Regions from separate parts of the Triticum aestivum genome. Here region 2 is linked to region 1. Evidence: chromatin contacts called from public Hi-C data. All regions are on one chromosome and are shown on one strand. The core of a region is the stretch at or near the end of the contact, and the rest is flanking DNA. Distances in the headings are between cores, read along the strand shown. Region 1 holds the start of LOC123077408 (transcription factor IIIB 60 kDa subunit). Region 2 has its middle 63 kb from the start of LOC123077409.

Region 1 (3,742 bases), core at 983-3,482:
TTTTGCAGTTTCTTTAGAGGAAATTAGACTTGCGGCAATGAAGCAATCAATGACTAATAAACTAAGGAAGATTCCTAGCCCCACCCAAAATGGGGGAGGACAAGGTCATATATGAACAAGGGCAAAATGGATAGGAAGGCTTACAATAAAGCAACAAGAGACAAACTGTTAATTAGGTGATAGCGTACCGGCAGGCAATGTAAAGACAAGCTGCTGCAACATGAGTTGTTCGACGGCCCCTTGTAAAATTATGGTCCACAGCTAGCTACACTTCAACAAAAAGAAATGTCATTTTCATAATTTACCATAACTATTTCAGAGAAGATAGTTACTGAGTGATAACAAAAATCCATACTGTATAAAATTTATGAGCCATATCAATGATAGTATCTCCACCACCAACATGTAAGCTAGTGACAATCTGCCAAATCTCGTCTCTCCCTACAGAAATTAATCACAGGCTTAATTCACAAAGTGGGAAGAACAATCAATACAAAAAAGGAGTGCCCTAGAAGCCATACCTTTCATTAAAGTCCTTTCATGGGATAGTGAACTCCCACTCTCGATGCTGCTCAGTATGTTTCCAGCCAGCCTGCTCTGCACACATCCAAGAAAGTCAACCTCACAAACTACACAGATAAATTAAGAAAGTGAATAATGAGAAGCACAATAATAAGACCAACCGCTCCGGAACTGTCCTTGACAAAAGTAGGCTCATCGGTGTAAATCTCCTGATCAAGAACCTTTCCACACGTCCCACAACATCTGACCATCAAACATGACAAGACACATGAACAATCGCTGAAGCTGCTTAATAGAAATCTATTAAGCAAGAAGTAACAGGCTGATCAACAAAATCATGTATACAAACAATTATACGGCCTGATTGCAGATGCAATAAGAATAACAAAGAAAGAACAGGAAAGAGGATCTCACATATATCCTTTGTCAGGATCCTTTATGTATGGGCAATAATCAGCACAGTGAGTACAGTAAACCATTGGTGAACAGAAGTAGTAGACCTAGGAGAATGATCCAACTCCAATTAGCCTTCAAATAAGAGGATTACAAGGAATGTGGTCTTCAACCTTCAAAAGGAAAAAAAGGAATCTATTCAGATTGTGAAGTAAATACAAGTAAAGGAATAGTAGACTTCGATTTGGATTGTTTTTCTACCCAGTTCCAATCTAACAACACATTTACAGTTGGAGCATTACAACTAGCAGGCAAGGGGCGACCTGCTTCTGAACTGTGTGTGCACTTACTCTGGAGGTCAAACACGGGAGCAGGACAGGCTGTATTCCAGTCCGAACAAATATCAATACATTCAGGCACTACTTTTGATTTCTAGGATTAAATGTTCAGTGCGGGAAGACTAAAATTCAACACACTGAATTTTAACTCCCAATTCAAAATCGACCATGAAGTTACAACAATGAAACTAAACTAAGCTTTCAACTCAAAAAAAGTGTTGAGATCTTTGAAAGCACATAGTTATGCCGCTGGCAACAGCGTCCTGACCAATGTTCCGCGTGAATCCCCTAGTCCCAACGCAGTAGTAGTAAGTATAGTACCACTTCTTAGGACGGCATCGAGCAGCTTTCTTGGCTTGTCCCCCACAAGTAGTGGTGGCTCAGGAGCAATGGCAGCAGAGCAAGAGCAGCCTCGTCAACTCAAAATGTGGATGCATCAGCAGAATTAGAGGACACATCTATGGTTGACAACATGATGCAAGGCATTTGAATCCAATAATGTAGTGCTAGTTGCATTCTAACACACACCACTAAATTAAATTTTAAATCTCTCTAATTCCAAGATCGGTAAACCCAGTCCAGTTAGTGAAAAGCAAAAGAACCAACCAAATTGTATTCTTTACACACAACCCATCCAATCTTAGAGTGGCCAAAAAGTAAAGAGTGAGAATAGCCTTACACGCCTCGGTGTGGAGGCTGCGTGGCGGCGCAGCAGGTAGAGGGCGGCGTCAGGGGCCTGGGCGGCGGCGGCGCTGCTTCAGTGGAGGGGGGCGTCTAGGGTTGGGATCGGCGGCAGCACAACTCCAGGGGAGTGGCGCGTCGGGGACGAGAGGTTGGGCAGAAGCGGGAGGCGGGGAGGATCGCCGGGCGGCAGCACGGAGGTGTGGGAAGAGGAAGAAGCGGCCGCCTGGCCGGGCCGGGGCAAGGGAGGAGGAACACGGAATGGTAGAGCGGCGAGGGCCGAGGGTTCATCGAGGTTTCTACCAGTCAGCTTTGGTTTTGGGAAATGCTATCTGGCGAACGTTCGCTGGGATGGGATCCCAGGGAACGCCACCAGAGCCGTCAGATCCAGATCAGACGGTGGCAGTTTTTGCAAAAATTTATCCACGATTTAAACAAACTGCCATGACAGTTCTGCACCAGCCACATAAACTACATCCCCCAACGTTCGCAAATGCCATCACTGCTGGCCGCCTGTTCACCAGCTATGGCGGTCCTTGGTTTTTGCTTTGTTTTTTATGTATCTTCTACTAGCAAAAAGACTTGCATTGCAACAGAAGAAAATAATAGCATATGTCCGTATAGCCCGATAAGCATGTCTCGAGACCATTCATAGGTCTATGCCCTTTATATCAACACTACGACCTTTCAGTGTCACCACTTATACTCCTTCCATTCTGGCGAGATCATGAGTATTGCATAACCCTTGGTTAATATAATGGAAAGACCATGTGTGTTGCACAAAGATCTTCTTGTTGGGAACGTAACATGCAATTTCAAAAAAATTCCTACGATCACGCAAGATCTATCTAGGAGATGCATAGCAACGAGAGGGGGAGAGTGTGTCCACGTACCCTCGTAGACCGAAAGCGGAAGCGTTAGCTTAATGCGGTTGATGTAGTCGAACGTCTTCTCGATCCAACCGATCAAGCACCGAACGTGCGGCACCTCCGAGTTCTGCACACGTTCAGCTCGATGACGTCCCTCGAACTCTTGATCCAGCAAAGTGCCGAGGGAGAGATTCGTCAGCACGACGACGTGATGACGGTGAAGTTATCCGCGCAGGGCTTCACCTAAGCACTACGACAATATGACCGGAGGAGTAAACGGTGGAGGGGGGCACTGTTGGAAATATGCCCTAGAGGCAATAATAAAAGGTTATTATTATATTTCTTTGTTCATGGTAATTGTCTATTATTCATGCTATAATTGTGTTATTCGGAAATCGTAATGCATGTGTGAATACATAGACCACAACGTGTCCCTAGTAAGCCTCTAGTTGACTAGCTCGTTGATCAACAGATAGTCATGGTTTCCTGACTATGGACATTGGATGTCATTGATAACGGGATCACATCATTAGGAGAATGATGTGATGGACAAGACCCAATCCTAAGCATAGCTCAAAGATCGTGTAGTTCGTTTGCTAGAGCTTTTCCAATGTCAAGTATCTTCTCCTTAGACCATGAGATCGTGCAACTCCCGGATACCGTAGGAGTACTTTGGGTGTGCCAAACGTCACAACGTAACTGGGTGACTATAAAGGTACACTACGGGTATCTCCGAAAGTGTTTGTTGGGTTGGCACGGATCGAGACTGGGATTTGTCACTCCGTATGACGGAGAGGTATCTCTGGGCCCACTCGGTAATGCATCATCATAATGAGCTCAATGTGACTAAGGCGTTAGTCACGGGATCATGCATTGCGGTACGAGTAAAGAGACTTGCCGGTAACGAGATTGAACAAGGTATTGGGATACCGACGATCG
Region 2 (3,742 bases), core at 418-2,917, 600 kb after region 1:
GCATCTCCAACACCGACTCCCAAAACCGACATAGTATCTGTCGGCATACCCATACTGCACTAGGTTTATGTAACTACTTGTACCACCCAATAGTCTAATAAATTGATGGGTACAAGCGGATGTGCACTCTTATGTCAACATTTCGCAGATAACTGTTCACTTTACACAAGACAGAAATCTGGGATTTGAAACAGGGCGTGTGTGTTTGAATTGGAGCCTAGGTAGCTGATTTCCTGCGCACGTGAGCTCGATTTTGCGCGTCACTCATCGATCTAGTGATGTACGCCTGTCTCCTTGCCGTCAGATGAACGGACTCGCGTTTCAGATTTTTGCATGTCACGGCTCAGGGGTCTCACTCTCAGGTCAGATCACCCGGCCGAACGCATGCATAAGAAAATATATTATCGCTGCCGTGCGTCAAACACATTAGGTGACATGAGCAAAATTTCAGGCTCTAAAAGTCGAGCACTTAATTAACTCAGGAAGCTTATTGGGAAATTGTTGGAGCCTTGTATCATAGGTAGGGCGGTCTCATGCATGCTCGGATGAGCTGGTTATTCAAAACATGGTGGTTCGGTGTAGGTACAGTTGTAACAAGTGATAACGACTTATGGTATGGCCATGGGCCCTGGTGTTCGGTATCCAATGCTGGTTTACCAGTTTACGTATCCCTCCAGTCCTTTTTATTCCGCGTGTTAGATTTGTATGAGGTTAAATTTAACAATTTTTTATTTAAAAATAACATATATAATATATCAAATATATATACTATGAAACTAAATTTTGTGATGAACCTAACAATATTGATTTGTCATTGTGATGTTGATATTTTTTTATAAATTTGATTAAAATAGAGAAACTTTAACTTAGGATAAAACTTATATGCAGACTAAAAAGAACAGGAGGGAGTATGTCAACACATAATTTTTACGAGTTAGTGACCCCTGAAATAATGCAATTGTCGTGGTAACATGTGTCCCTTTTTTTTGTATGCATATATATAGCAAAACAATCGCCAAAAAAATATAGCAACAATCGCCAAAAACGTACGATTGGAGACTCGGTGACGATCAGTACGTGGATTAACTATAATTCGGCGCATATATAATAATATCAACTCTATCTCGGAGACGTTTGCAAAGTGTCATGCATGATGAACATCTAGCGTCCTGTAGCGGACGGACGGACCATGTTGGGCGTTGGCTCGCTCTGGCGAAACCGACGTCGTTATCATCTTCTCGTGCGTTTCGGCATTCCTGTCATGTAGTCCATGGCATTCTCGACCGGGCAGTTAGCACATACACTATTGTACTTCGCTACTCCCACTACCGCCATTCATTCATATTCATATCGTACTGCCATCCAACTTGTCGGCGATGCAGACGGTCGGGAGCTATGCCCGTCCATGAGTAGTTCGCTTTGAGAACAGTGTTCGAGAGGGGCTTGGTTAAATCTCAGCAATCAGATCGAGCGGGTAGTACTGTTCGGTAGCTGCTCGAGCTTTGGCATTTGAATCGGGTGGTCTCCGTGCAGAAGAAAGCAAGTACGGGCCGCCAAGGGTCAGTGTCCAAAGAATGTCCGACCGGACGATCGGATGCGTTCTCCACGTCCACGACAAGGACAGGGCAAGCGCTTGGGGGCCTTGGGGCGGCAGCGGCACGAGATGAATAGCGGTTTCGTGCTCCGTGGTCGTGAGCCGCCATGATGTCACTTGTCACTTGGCTCCGGTTTGTGGTTGTGGCCAAATTGCTCTGAAAATGATTTCTTCGAGAAAAAGGTGTTTTTATTGATTTAAAATAAAACATGAAATAAATACAAAAATAAATGACCACACACTTGGCCTCTGCAAAGTTAGGACGCGCACGTCAAACATCAATGCACACACTAAAAACATGCCGACAAATAACAAAGTCGTAAAAAATCAAAACTATGCGTAAGCGAGAGAAAAACCCGGTCAAAATGGCGACCGACAAACTACAACAATGATCATATCCGTGACAATCATCTCTTGACAACACAGAGACAACGAGGTTCTTCAACAACAACACGTTGAAAACAAATTGAACAGAGTGAGAACCGCCAAAATCAACGAAGGAGCCTTCCGACTACATCCCACAATTACGCGTGTATGAGCCTCCAGCAGCAGCCACCGGATATAAAGAGAGGAACATTATAAAAAAACCTTTCTATTGCCACCGCAAATCCGTGCCGAGGGTATGGCCGCAAGCATGAGTATCCATCACGCGGACCATCACAGTCGTCGGAGCACATCATCGCAGACTGTCACCTTGCCGGAGGAAGCACCGCCCAGACCTGGAGGAGGTAGCGAATAGGACGGCGTAATCCCTCATGGGAACATCCGACGGCAATGGAGGACGAGACTCCATTAGAGATGACTCAAGCGGAAGCAAAAAGGGGAAAGGATCAGCCTTTGGCAAAGGAAGCGGGTCGAGATGGGAGATGGCTCGCTACTATTGTCTGCCACCGGAAGCTTTGCCTGATGGCGCCAAACAGCGATGGCGAGGAAGGAAGGGAGGGGAGGAGGCTCCTTGGCGGCGAAGATTAGTAGTCGCAGGAATCACCCTAGGGAGCAACGTGGGGGCGTTCAGATCCTTCTTTTTACAATTTGTGTCGCTTTGGAAATGATGGGCCATGAACGGATGGAGTCGGTCTTGGGATAATTCCTTCAAAATTTGTTGAATATTTAAGCAATTTTATATTGAGTTTAATCCATTACAACGCTAGATAAAACATAATAATCAGTGTATGATGAATCAATTGAAAATTTGTCGATAAAACGCGCACCCACCGCTGGTCATGACCGTGTATTTGGGCTGGCCAAAGTAGCGCAGGCTCTCTCTTCCTTTTTCTTTGTTTTTTTTTCAATTTTCTCTTTATTTTTCGTTTGGTTTTCTTTTTTATGTTTTTTTTTTGAGGAACCGGCAGGAGCACTGCCTTTTTCTTATAGAAGAGATGGTGAAAGGAAGCAATTTACAGAGGGGCGAGCGTTTTTAGGGAACGTCGCAGAAACCAAAAAAAGACCAACCTAGAAACTAGATTAACCAATGCCTGCGGTTGGCAGGCTGGCAGCAAACGCCAGGCCCCGCTGATTGATTGCGTCTAGGGCTAGAGCCGCCACCTTGCGATGTGTCCACCTTTGTCCAGTGAACACCTGCCTATTTCGCTCCTTCCATATGGACCATATTGTGTAAATGATTCTTCCACTGCGCCTCTTGCGCACTTGATTGGTCTGTGAATTGAGAGTCTTGTCCCACCAGTTTGACACGTTTCCTGGCTCCGGGAGGAAGCCCGAGATTGGAACGCCTTCGTTAGTCCAAGTGTTCACCTGGTTCCAGACCGCGACTGTGAAGAGGCAGTCTTTGCAGAGGTGAGTTGCTGTTTCTGGCTACTGAAGACAAAGCAGGCATCTGGGCTCGTGAGGCCACCCCCTCACAGCCAGCATATCCGCAGTGAGGATTCTTTCGTGTAGAGCTAGCCAAGCAAATAACTTGCACTTGGGCTCAGCGTTTGCGGACCAGACCTTGGTCATGTCGAAACGTGAGTAGGAGCCAAGGAACTGCGCGCCGTAGGCAGAGGCGGCCGAGTATGTCCCCGAGGTGGTTAAGTTCCAGTGAATGGTGTCCTCTTGGTCAGGGAGGAGGGTGATCTGAGTAATGTGGTTCGAGATAGACACGAATTCACCCAGCTGCTGAATGGTCTGCAGTCTGGCGACCGCCCTGAT

The links. Hi-C and Micro-C count contacts between places; a contact is called where the count stands out from the background.
Region 2: a Hi-C map of leaf shows a contact between it and region 1, with 2.5 times the contacts expected there. The contact joins the enhancer-like site here to the promoter of LOC123077408 in region 1. A contact is called at or near these places in 3 of 5 Hi-C or Micro-C datasets (all in leaf).

Annotation. Positions count from the first base shown.
Region 1 is chr3D:59,374,187-59,377,928 of IWGSC CS RefSeq v2.1, forward strand. It overlaps LOC123077408 (transcription factor IIIB 60 kDa subunit), which reads right to left and starts at 2,233. Exons shown (of 20, transcript XM_044499680.1): 1 at 1,933-2,233; 2 at 937-1,088; 3 at 684-765; 4 at 522-597; 5 at 356-441; 6 at 189-265. The coding sequence starts at 1,001.
Region 2 is chr3D:59,979,509-59,983,250 of IWGSC CS RefSeq v2.1, forward strand. No RefSeq gene overlaps it. Among protein-coding and RNA genes, the nearest start is that of LOC123077409, 63 kb to the left of the region's middle. Within about 2 kb of position 1,668, at least 1 of the 8 cell types and tissues checked has an H3K27ac peak or open chromatin away from gene starts, as enhancers often do. A contact at or near this core is called in leaf, where this site is marked.